Linked DNA regions of Mus musculus: all the other regions are linked to region 2. Evidence: chromatin contacts called from public promoter capture Hi-C data. All regions are on one chromosome and are shown on one strand. Each heading gives the region's core, a stretch centred on a gene start, on an enhancer-like site or on the middle of the called end of the contact. The rest is flanking DNA. Distances are from core to core; before and after follow the strand shown.

Region 1 (2,700 bases), core at 43-2,542, 780 kb before region 2:
TTGCTGAGTCTGAGGCCAGCTTGGTATACAGAGCCAGTTTATGTCAGCCAAGGCTACACAGAGAAACTCTGTCTCAAAAACATTAAAAAAACAAAAACAAAAGACTCCTAAATCTTTCTCTATGACAATGGGGAGCCAATAAGTTGACATTTGGGGTAGAACTCTGTGGTAGCATGCTTGCCTGGCATGTGAAACGCTCCAGGATTCACCCCCAGTCCTGGAATATTCTTCAAAAACATGGCGGTCGACTCTGAAGAGTCGACTTACAAAGGACTGTGAGGTTGAGAAGCAGCCCAGGGAGCAAAAATGAGCCTTTCTGTTGTTGAAAAAGTAAAAATGTGGTGTTTTACTTTGAGAAAAAGTACCTAGAAATAGACAGAGACAAAATTGATACCCTTCCAAACAAAACTTAAAGGACCTAACGGGAAATGAAAGTAACCATTGCAAGTTACGCTCTTGGGACAAACTCGTACTTGAAGCCATAGAGTCCAAGGTTCGAATCCCAGTTCACCATTTACTGGAGGACCCTGGCTTTGTTAACCCAGCTTTTGTTAGGTTTATGGGAGGGCAAAAGGCTTAATACGGGAAGCTGCAGTTGCCATTTTTCAGTGCGACACTGAAAATTGTTATGAGCAACCTTTTACCGAGGACTGCCTTGGTTAAGCCAGCACGGACTTACTGTGGAACCCTGGCTGAGGTACTCACTCTTTGTAGAATTGCCTAAGCGAGAAGATGACAATTTATCCCCCCATCACAGACTCCCATCCCCTGATGGACAGTCGGTCCTCGGAAACAGGCTGCAGACACTGTCATAATTGTGCCGAGTGCGCATGACAATCTGCAGTTCCCAGACTTCGAAACTTCAAATAAGTTTTATGGAAACCATGAATAGAACCAAGAGACCCTGAGATGATGGGCTGGAGCCAAAGCCAATGACTTTGGAAAGTTTGAAGACTAAGATCGGTGGCGGGAGAGTCCTCCGAGTGCTGTGCAGCTTCCCGGGACCCCCGAGGACTCCCACCGCCTCCAGATCTTGGAAACCTCTGCCCCGGCCGGGCTCGCCTCACCTGAGGGAGCGGATGGTCCGGCTCGGAGCCCGCGCCCCGCTCCAGGAAGAAGGCTCCCAGGCGCGGCATGGGCGTCTCGACCCGCACCGGCAGCTTCTCCTGCGACATCAGGATGTCGTCCAAAGACAGGAAGTTCTCCTCCGGCCCCAGAGCGCCCGACTCCACTGGGAAATACGCCTCGGACATGGCAGCTCGCAGCACAGTCAGGGATGAGGAGGGCGCGCCACCTCAGCGAACTAGGGCCGGCTTCAAACTCGCTTTCCCGCGCCGCACTCGCCAGACCCGAGCAGTCGATTTCGGCGAGCCTGCGGCCGCTCAGGCAAAAGCAATCAATAAGGTCACAGATTGGGTCCAGTGTCCCCGCCCAATGCGGAAGCCCTGGATGAGTCGGCCGGAAGTCCTCCTGCAGCTTGTAGACTAGGCTGGGGAAGGTATATGAAGCTTGAACATCATTGAAGGGACAGCATGTGTCTGTACTAACGGAACTGTGTTCATGCAGCCTTTAAATACACACATAGAATTTAAAAACATCTTTGGGGATTCAAGTAATATCATTTTACACTATGTATTCCAGCCCTCATTAATCCCGCTTTTATTGCATTTTCACTGGTAGGTTAATTATTGTCTTTGAAAACAACAGAAGAAACTAAAACGCAAGCACTAGTCCAAATGTTTAACTGTGTGCTAAGTTACAAATTATTTGTAGTATTTTGGCCGGGTGTAGGTTCAGGTGGGGTGGGAGTCTAGATGGAGTGGTAGATTTATATATGGCTGGAAGATCTGAAGTTCAGGGCCTTGCTCTACTGTCAACTGGCAAAGTCCTCGTGTGGTGATCAGTTTGGGTTCCTGAAAGAGGAAACTAGACCAGTTTCCTAGTCTTTTCACAGCCACTCTGCAAGCGGGAGCTCCTATATCAAATGCGATCACAGGTAGAGTACCTGAGAACAAAGGAAAGACCACGGTTGCTTGGTTGCTTGGTCCTAGATTTGGCGGTACATACATGAATACAGGTTGAGGCAGATTGTTGCGAGATTTGCTACCGAATTTACCTACTGTAGGAGGGCATTCCTGAGGTAGTGGTTTGTGAGCAACACAGGAAAGGGGGCGAGCATGCCTTTCATCTTTTGTATTCCTTTTTAGTTTTGAATGAAATAATTTGTTAATGTATTTACATAATTCACTACATTTAAGCAATAGCCTTCTAAATATGGACTAGAACTTTACATATGCTAAGCAATAGTCACTTGCTTTTTCTTGCCAAAAACACTTGTATCACATGAATGCTTGAAGTATTTACACCACTTTCTTTACTTTTTATTCCTCTTCTTTTAACAACCATTGCTCTAGTCAGTTTAAGACATTTTATTCCAGACAGCTACTTTAAAAAGTTGCAATAATGTCAAGCATGCTGGCACATGCCTAGAATCCCTGGACTGGGGAAGCCAAGGCAACAGGATCTCAGGGTCGAAACAAGACCAGGTTATAGGGCAAGGCCTTATCTCTAAAACAATTATGACTAATGTGCTTGTTGACAAGAGCGGGTCAGAAGCAGACCCAGGGTGTGAGCTAGGCATGTCCTGTAACTACTGGCAATTTTCTGCATGTACCCAGTTCTTATATACTGCTGCTACCC
Region 2 (2,777 bases), core at 153-2,652:
CAGCAGAAATAAGAAATTCATTTTTAAAAAGACACCAGGATGGATTTAAAAAAACAAAAAACCGAAGTCTGTCTGTCTGTCTGTCTCTCTCTCACACACACACACACACACACACACACACTTCAACAATAAGGAACAAAAGTATGTTGTTTGTTAAAGAAAATCTTAAGCCGGGCAGTGGTGGTGCACGCCTTTAATCCCAGCTCTTGGGAGGCAGAGGCAGAGGCAGGCAGATTTCTGAGTTCCAGGCCAGCCTGGTCTACAAAGTGAGTTCCAGGACAGCCAGGGCTACACAGAGAAACCCTGTCTTGAAAAACAAACAAACAAACAAAATTAGAAAATCTTTATAACACATGCTTTCTCTCATGTGGAATCTCTCTCTTTTTCTCTTTCTCTCTTTAATAAAGAGAAAGTTCGGAGCCTGCAAGATGTGCAAGATACTTTTTGTTGTCAAGCCTTAAGGAGTTCAATCCTGGGCCCCATATGGTGGGAGAAGAGAATCCCTCCTACAAGCTGTACTCTGACCTCTACACATGAACTCCGGTACTCGAGCCCAGAGATAGACACATATATGTAAATAAAGGTTTTCAAAAAGATAGGGGGAGACGACAAGAAAGTATAGCAGGGTACTATCTGGAAGGATGGGAGAGACCAGGTACACTCTGTGTGTGTAGATTTCAAACTACATAACGAAGCCCATGATTTTGTAAAATCAGCATATATGTTCAAAAGACACCAGCCAGTAGCGAACACTGACGTCAAAGCAAAAGCGCATCATCTACACTACTTCGGCAATCGCTGCATCACCTGCTAACGACGCCTAGCATCTACACCGCCCGGATGAGGAGGCTGCAGCCCTCCGCTGTTTAACAGTGCTTGGTTTTGATTTCTGTTGCTTTGGGGTAGACGAACAGTACTGGGAAACCCGCAGCTGAGCAAGGCACGCACCAAGGCGGGCCTAGGCTGCCCCAGCCCAGCGTACAGCACCGCAGTGTTCTCAGCCCCCACCCCGGGCGGAGGGTGGGCGGCACGGGCTCCCAGGGACGGTCGCTTACCTATTATGGGCACCTCTGCGATGAAGACCCTCCGAATGGAATTGGCCACCCTACAGGAGGAAAGACAGGCGGTGTGAGCGGCCCCGAAGCCACAGCCCCGGGGTCAGGAGCTCGAGGACCCGGCCGCCCGCCCGCCTCTCCCCTCGCCGCCTTACGCCAGGTCCGTGTTCTCGATAATGAACTTGACGTTCTCTTCGGTGAGTTCCGTGATCCGCACTGTTGGCTGGTTGGCGTACGGCATCGCGACCCTCCGCCAGGCTCCCGCGCCAGCCGCACAGCGCGCCTGCGCGGCCACCAGCAGTTTGTCGGCGGGGCAATCGGCGCTTCCGGCTAGTCGCGGGCGCAGCGCCACCTGCTGACCGGAGGCCGGAACTCTCCTGGCCTGTGTTTTCTAACCACACCGGCGCCAAAATGCATTGGTCCTATACTCTTGAAATCCCCAAGATATACAGCACAAAAATTAAATGTACAGGGTCATTCATGCCAACGTTATTTATAACTGCTAAAAATAACGCATTAGGCAATGATCGATAGAGACTTGGTTAAACTTACATACGGGGCTGGAGATACGGCATTGGGGATAAGAGCACTGGCTGTTCTTATGTAAGACTTGGATTGTATTCCCAGCACCCATATGATGCCTAACATCTTTAGCTTCAGTTTCTGAGGAAACTCTCTCCTGGTATCTGAGGGCACCAGGTATTCACATGGTGCACAAATATACATGCAAGCAAAACATCCTTATACATAAAAATAATTTTTAAAATACATAGGAATACAATGAAACCTTAAAAAAAACCATTAAAAAGTTGTACATCTATACATGAACAAAATGGCTAGGGAGGTGACTCAAGCATGCAAGACGACTGATAGGTTATTTCTCTGCTGGTAAAATGAGCCAATTCAAGACAGATTAGAATATATTAAAAGGCAGGTTTATTGGGAAGCTGCTCTCAGGTGAGTTCACTGGCCTTAAGAACAGAGGCCGGGGAACCGCCATGGGAAGGGCAGAGAGGGAGAAGAGAAAGGGCCTGGGGCAGGGGGAGGGAGATAGATCGATCCAGAGAGCAAGAGCAAAATGTCTGGATTCTATAGGGAAGAACCTCTTGGGGAAGGGCAGCCCAGCCTCTGGGCTGGAAAGTTCAGGGTGGAGGCAGAGCATGCCAGGTGGGGACTGAAGGATGCTGGGAGAACCTGGAGGCCAGGTCTGCTTTGACGGGTAAAATATGCACCTCAGTCACTTGTTCCAGGGTGCGAAGCCAAACCCTGATGTGCAAGGACACAAGGTCAAATTCTCAGAACACCTGTAAAGAGGCATGGTAATGCAAGAGTCTAATCTTAGGCTCCTGTGAGTAGGAAGATGGAGAGAAGAATCCCCTGGATGCTCTCAGGACAGTTAGATAACACACAAAGAAGCAAACAAGAGACCCACATCCGAGCTAATGTCAGAGAGAGTACTGTAATGCATACACAAGAAAAACAAAACCCATGTTTTTTTGTTTGTTTGTTTTTGTTTTTGTTTTTCAAGACAGGGTTTCTCTGTATAGCTCTGGCTGTCCTGGAACTCACTTTGTAGACCAGGCTGGCCTCGAACTCAGAAATCCGCCTGCCTCTGCCTCTGCCTCCCAAGTGCTGGGATTAAAGGTGTGTGCCACCACGCCTGGCTTTTTTTAAAATTTTTTTTTAAATGTATTTCTATTTTATATGTGTATGTATGTAATG
Region 3 (2,700 bases), core at 141-2,640, 820 kb after region 2:
TACAGATGTTGTGAGCCATGAGGTTACTGGGAATTGAACTCAGGACCTCTGTAAGAACAGTCAGTGCTCTTAAACACTGAACCATCTCTCCAGCCCCACATTTTAGATTCTTAACTCATTCTCTCCAGAGCGAAGTAAAACAAATAATAAGAGTAGCAAAACTGGCTGGCTATTTCTCTTTAATACCACCCTTTCTTTCCCTAAATTTCTGGGTTTAAAAACAAAACAAAACAAAACAAAACAAAAAAAAAAAAAACAGGTGGTTTTTAACCTCTAACTGATTTCACTTCCACTAGATTATGAATAACAACCAATCTTGACCCAGTGGTGCCTTATAAGCATTATTTCATTTATATTCTCTACAACTGAGGAATCGATGATATAGTCACTACGCCTTTGCAACAGACAAAGAAACTGAGAAGTCTCTGGGCAGCCGGAGCCTGCATTTTATGTAATCATCTTCTGCCTGCGTCCTGAGCGCCCAGGGGTTCCCCTGTTTAAACACTCAAATGAAACAGACAATCGGCAAGTCTGAGAAAATTCAAGACGCACCCAGCCAGAGTCACATTGTATAAGGTAATAACTTGTAGCTATGTCTGGAATGATCGTTCCTTTCAAGATTATGTTGGTTTTGTGCGTCACTTAGGCCAACGACAAGGTACGTGAAAACTGGTAAATCCAGGTGCTTGCTTCTCTGGCAGCTTTCAACACCAGCGTGGGTTAGACAGTCCACGTAACAGCGGAGAGTGACCCTCGCTTGCTAGCTATTTACCGGTTCTCAAGGAAACGTTTATGAATGTCTACAAACATTAGTTTGTCAATCCCATCTTTCGGAGGGGGAATACTATTAACGATTCCGTTTTATAAACGAAGAAACTGGCCCTTAAGCAAAGTTATATGCATTGCCCAATGACGTACAATCAGCAGAGGGATTCTGAGTGACCTCTGATTCTAGAATTCAACCCCCAGGCTACATGTCTCCCACTTCCCCATAGTGTCCGGAGCTTATATTTATTTTCCTCCCCAGGCTTGCCAAATCAAGCAGAATATGGAATGAACCGAGCAGCAGTCAGCGCCCGGGTCGGAGGTGGCTGCGATCCTCCCCACACCTCTTGCTGCCGCGCCTCCCTACAGCACCCCATTACCATGGCTGAACGGTGTCCGGCAGCTCCAGGCCTCAGCCACCTGCTTCCTCAGGATTTCTTCAGTGACAGCGTCCGAAAACTCTGCCGATACCTGCTTCTTTCCCTTCTTCATTGGCCGCGCTGGGCCAGGATCCGCCGGCCGCTTCCCGTTCATCTTCTCACGGTGCACAGACCCACGCCAAGGAAGTCAGGACGCTACTTCCCTCCAGAAACTACAGTTCCCGAAAACCCTCTTTCCTTATTTCACCAGCATTACCCAATGGAAAGGCAGTAAAGCACAGGGAGGCGGGATCTCCACAAAAATAACCAATGGGAGATCAACATATTGCGTCACGCCGCCAGCAATTGGTCAAATGGTCGCAGTGGCCTGCCTCCCAACTTCCTGCCTCCGGAGCGTATTCACTTCCGGCGTGTGTTCCGCGCCTCTTGCTCTCGACTGTTAATGGCGGGTGGTGGCTGCTGAGCGGGACGCAGATAACCGCTGCCCGCCCCGCGGACGTCTCCCCGGGCCCCCGCTTTCTGCACGTCCCCGGCGTCGGAGCTGTTCAGCATGTCTGTGGTGCCGCCCAATCGCTCGCAGACGGGCTGGCCCCGGGGGGTCAACCAGTTCGGCAACAAGTACATCCAGCAGACCAAGCCCCTCACCCTGGAGCGCACCATTAATCTGTAAGTGCGGCGCGGCCTCGGCCGTTGATGCTCTCCCAGTGCGCGCTCCTCCCTCACGCCGGATGCGGGTTGTCCCTTCCGGGATGCGCGCTTTCTTTCCTAGACCTGTTTCTCGACCCCGACTTGGCAGTTTTCCTATTTTAAAAGCGAGGTTCGTTTCCCCCTTTCCCTTCATTCAGCCATGGTTAGAACCTGCGTTTGCTTTGAATTCATAATGTGTGTATCCTTTCAATCCGTTGCTGGTTGTTTCATCGCACATGTATTTGTGTTTATTTGAACAATTCTCAGTTTTGTAGGGTGTACATTTCTTTTACAGTAACTTTTCCAGATTAACCTCTGACATCCTAGTTTTTTTTTTTCCCCCTTTAAATGTTGGGTAGTGTTCCATCCAGTGGCCACATTTTATTAATTTTCGCGCTGTTTGGTCTACCTTTTTGCATTTGTATGTCTTGTCTACCAAAGTGCCAACATACAGTATCATTGCAGACTCCCAGTAGACCTAAAATTGCGAGGACACACTCTGTTGTCTGGTTGTACTTTCAGAGGTCGGAGGTACCTTACATGTTGTCCCGACAGCCTGTTTGCAGGCTGTTTTGTTTTCAACAAACCTTTGTCTTAAGCAGATGATTGCATTTCGGGATCACTCAAACAAAATTTTGTTGTGGCAAGAAATTGAGATTGGGATATAGCTTATAATGTTTGGTACCTCATTCCCTAGTGTGGAGCTGATTCTAATGGGAAAAAAGTGTCCAGTTTAGACTGGTTATTTGTTTAAAATGTGCAAGACATTGCTGAGAGTGGGGTTTGTGTAAGTCATTTTAGTGACTCACCTTTCATATTCAAATAAATAAACAAATCTCTCATATTCAAGTAAATAAACCATTCCTCC
Region 4 (2,745 bases), core at 148-2,647, 530 kb after region 2:
GCCTGAGAGTCAAAGCTGAGGCTGAATGGGGCTCTACCCCCACCCTGTCTAGACATCAAGCTCCGGGCCACAGCCACTCACCATCACCCCCTTGACCCAGCCGAAGCGAACAGGTTCTCCAGGGCTCTTCTCACTGTTGGTGCCTGTCTCATCTTCCACAAGTCCATCAGTCAGCTCACGACCTTGCCGTCCATCAAAGGCCAGGGCATGCAGGTGGCTACCTTCCTGCTGGGGGCCCAGAGACCAATAGGAGTCAGGCAATGGGGGTTAGGGGCTGGGTGTCTGTATTCAGTCTTGCCTGCCCCACTTTGCCACACAGGCAGCCCTTGGACAGCTTCCTGGGTACAATGCTACTCGAAGCTTGGAGAAACACCAGAGAGAGCAAGCAAGCTGAGCATTCAGAATGCTTCTGCTCCGGGAGGCTCCTCCCCTCTAGGGCAGAGGGCTGGAGTCTGACAAGCCTGCAGTCTGAGAAGTGACACGGGATGGGAGGTGAAGCAGTATGTCACACGCCACACACCAGGTCTCTGACACAGAGAGTCTTGAACCCAGGCCTGGACTCCAGCATGGTCATCTTCTATTTCGTATTCCTACCAACCGCAGCCTACTCTGGGACCTTCATCCCAGTACCTATCTCAGCATCCCTATTCAAACAAGGGGTCTTGTTTGGTCCCTTCAGAGGGAAGCTTTGAAACACGGAAGAGTGTTAGAGGTTAGAACATCCAACTGTTGGTGAAACCGTGAGGTGACAGGGATTGGACCCTCCAGCCTCCCAGACAGCGAAGCCGATGAGCTAATATTTGAGAGGGCTCACCATGCTCCCTCCCTCCCTCTCACAGTCTCTCCCAGCGGTGTGCAACCTGCATTTGTATAAGCAGCAGGCTATGCTATCATTGTGCTGCCGGTGCCTGGACAATATGTATTACTTGTGCCCCCAAGCTTCATGGCACCTCTGTCCACTATTCATTTGGGTGTCTTGACCCTAGAGGAAGATGCCCAGTCATTTTCACAACACGAATGACAGAACATGTTGGGCAATCATGCCAACGTTACCCAGCCAGGAAGCGGCCAGTCTTTGAACTTCTGCTTACCTTGAGGAATGAATGCAGGTCAGCCAGGGTGGGCCGCACCTTCCGGGGCTCACCGGGCAGAGCGCTGTTAGCATAGTGTTCGTAGGCCGGCACCACGTCTATGGTGTTGTAACCGAAGGTGCGCATGTATAAGGTGCTGCCGTGTGTTAAGTGGCTGGGCTGGCTGCTGTCACAGGCAGCTGGTGGGGGCTCATCGCCTCCCATCAGTGTGCTGATGGTGAAGCGCCCACTGCACAGAGCATCGCCAGGCAGCTCTGTCACGGGGAGCTCTGCCATTATGGCTCTGGGTATCAAAGGAGGGGACAAGAGTGGGCAAGGGCACTGAGGGTGGCTTTATAGGCTGGGAGGAGGCGGGAGCTTGGTCCAGACCGCCCATGGCAAGTGAGCAGGGTCTCTGCCAGGGTGGGGGGCGGAGCCATAGCAACTGCTGTCCTGCCCCCATTTATCTGATCATTGACACAGGGGCCAATTTGGAGCAGGAGGGCTGGGCTAGAGCCAGGGCCACATCCCTGAGTCCTGCAGTAGCCCTTCTAAGCCTAGGGTAGCAGAGGTTCTGCAGCTAGGACCCAGGAAGCAGCAGACATGAGAGAGGACCCAGAGAAGGCCTGCTGCAAGGTGCCTACCTACACTGCAGGTTAACAGTCCTCGTGTTGGGCACAATGTATTTCTTTCATTTTATTTACTAGTTTGAATGGATGTCATCTTAGGACATGCATATAAAAAAAAAGGAAGTCTGCCTTCCGATCTCCATCCCTCACAGTCTCAGCGTCTTTCCTGATACATTTCAATATACATAAGCCATTGTGATTAGTGGCCTCAAGCCAGACCTGCAGCCACCTCTTGACTGACAAACCTTGAGAGCTTGGTGCTGGCCACTGGCCTCTAGGGTAAACAGGCACAGTGCAGCCTGACCTACACATTCACAGGCTGGCCTACGGGGCTGTAGTTTGGAGCCCAGAGCAACTGGTCTTTCCCTCCCTGGAGCCATGCATTGTTCCCATGAAGTAGGAGATCTGGTCAGCAAAGGCTCCTAAGCCATTGCAGGGGCATTGCCCTGGGGTATGAAAGACACTCTGGGTCTTGATGATGAACTAGTGGATGTTGGATGTGTCCTAAGAAAGCAATGGACTTGTAGCTGTGAGGGGTCCCAGAGTCAGCCCTTACATTAATGGCCCCACCCATAACTATCTTTCCCTAAGAGGCTGGGCGTTCAGTAATCCATGGCTGTGGGGCACAAAAGCCTGGCATCCTGCCCTGTCTCTGGAACCACCCAGTGTTTCCCTGAATCATCTGAGGCTTAGGGCTACCCTAAAGCCCGCTCCCTCTGCCCTCCCAGACACATGTCCTGAATTTGCTCTCAGTTACTTCCCAGTGAGGTGACCCAGCCCCTTACAAGAATAGGAGACGACGGTACATGCTTCTTGCTGCTTTATTGACTATAACAAAGATTTGGAATCGACCTTGACAATCAACAAATGAATGGGTAAAAAAAACTATGTATATGTATAAACCATGTATACATAAGTTATATAAGTATAAATTATATATATGCATGCTACTTGGCTATCAAGTTAAAATGTTTTCGGGAAAATGGACAGTCTCAGTATGAATATTAGGTGAGATCATACAACTTCAGAAATAAACCACACACTCT

Evidence for each region. Promoter capture Hi-C pulls out the DNA fragments that hold promoters and counts their contacts. Capture Hi-C pulls out chosen DNA fragments and counts their contacts.
Region 1: a contact with region 2 is called in a promoter capture Hi-C map of adipose tissue. The contact joins the promoter of Gins3 here to the promoter of Polr2c in region 2. A contact is called at or near these places in 1 of 39 promoter capture datasets (liver) and 1 of 9 other capture datasets (adipose tissue).
Region 3: a contact with region 2 is called in a promoter capture Hi-C map of liver, with 3 times the contacts expected there. The contact joins the promoter of Ogfod1 here to the promoter of Polr2c in region 2. A contact is called at or near these places in 2 of 39 promoter capture datasets (liver and pre-B cells) and 1 of 484 Hi-C or Micro-C datasets (CD4 T cells).
Region 4: a promoter capture Hi-C map of embryonic stem cells shows a contact between it and region 2, with 2.7 times the contacts expected there. The contact joins the promoter of Slc12a3 here to the promoter of Polr2c in region 2. A contact is called at or near these places in 6 of 39 promoter capture datasets (the C10 cell line, embryonic stem cells, hippocampal neurons and 3 more) and 3 of 9 other capture datasets (adipose tissue, liver and pancreatic islet).

The regions. Positions count from the first base shown.
Region 1 is chr8:95,632,151-95,634,850 of GRCm38.p6, reverse strand. Gins3 (GINS complex subunit 3 (Psf3 homolog)) reads right to left here and starts at 1,292. Exons shown (of 3, transcript NM_030198.3): 1 at 1,068-1,292. The coding sequence starts at 1,253.
Region 2 is chr8:94,856,075-94,858,851 of GRCm38.p6, reverse strand. It overlaps Polr2c (polymerase (RNA) II (DNA directed) polypeptide C), which reads right to left and starts at 1,402. Exons shown (of 9, transcript NM_009090.5): 1 at 1,211-1,402; 2 at 1,056-1,105. The coding sequence starts at 1,296.
Region 3 is chr8:94,035,888-94,038,587 of GRCm38.p6, reverse strand. Ogfod1 (2-oxoglutarate and iron-dependent oxygenase domain containing 1) reads right to left here and starts at 1,390. Exons shown (of 13, transcript NM_177767.4): 1 at 1,146-1,390. The coding sequence starts at 1,299. Nudt21 (nudix (nucleoside diphosphate linked moiety X)-type motif 21) reads left to right here and starts at 1,549. Exons shown (of 7, transcript NM_026623.3): 1 at 1,549-1,811. The coding sequence starts at 1,696.
Region 4 is chr8:94,327,860-94,330,604 of GRCm38.p6, reverse strand. Slc12a3 (solute carrier family 12, member 3) reads right to left here and starts at 1,397. Exons shown (of 25, transcript NM_001205311.1): 1 at 1,092-1,397; 2 at 82-228. The coding sequence starts at 1,367. It also overlaps a transcript of Nup93 not described here.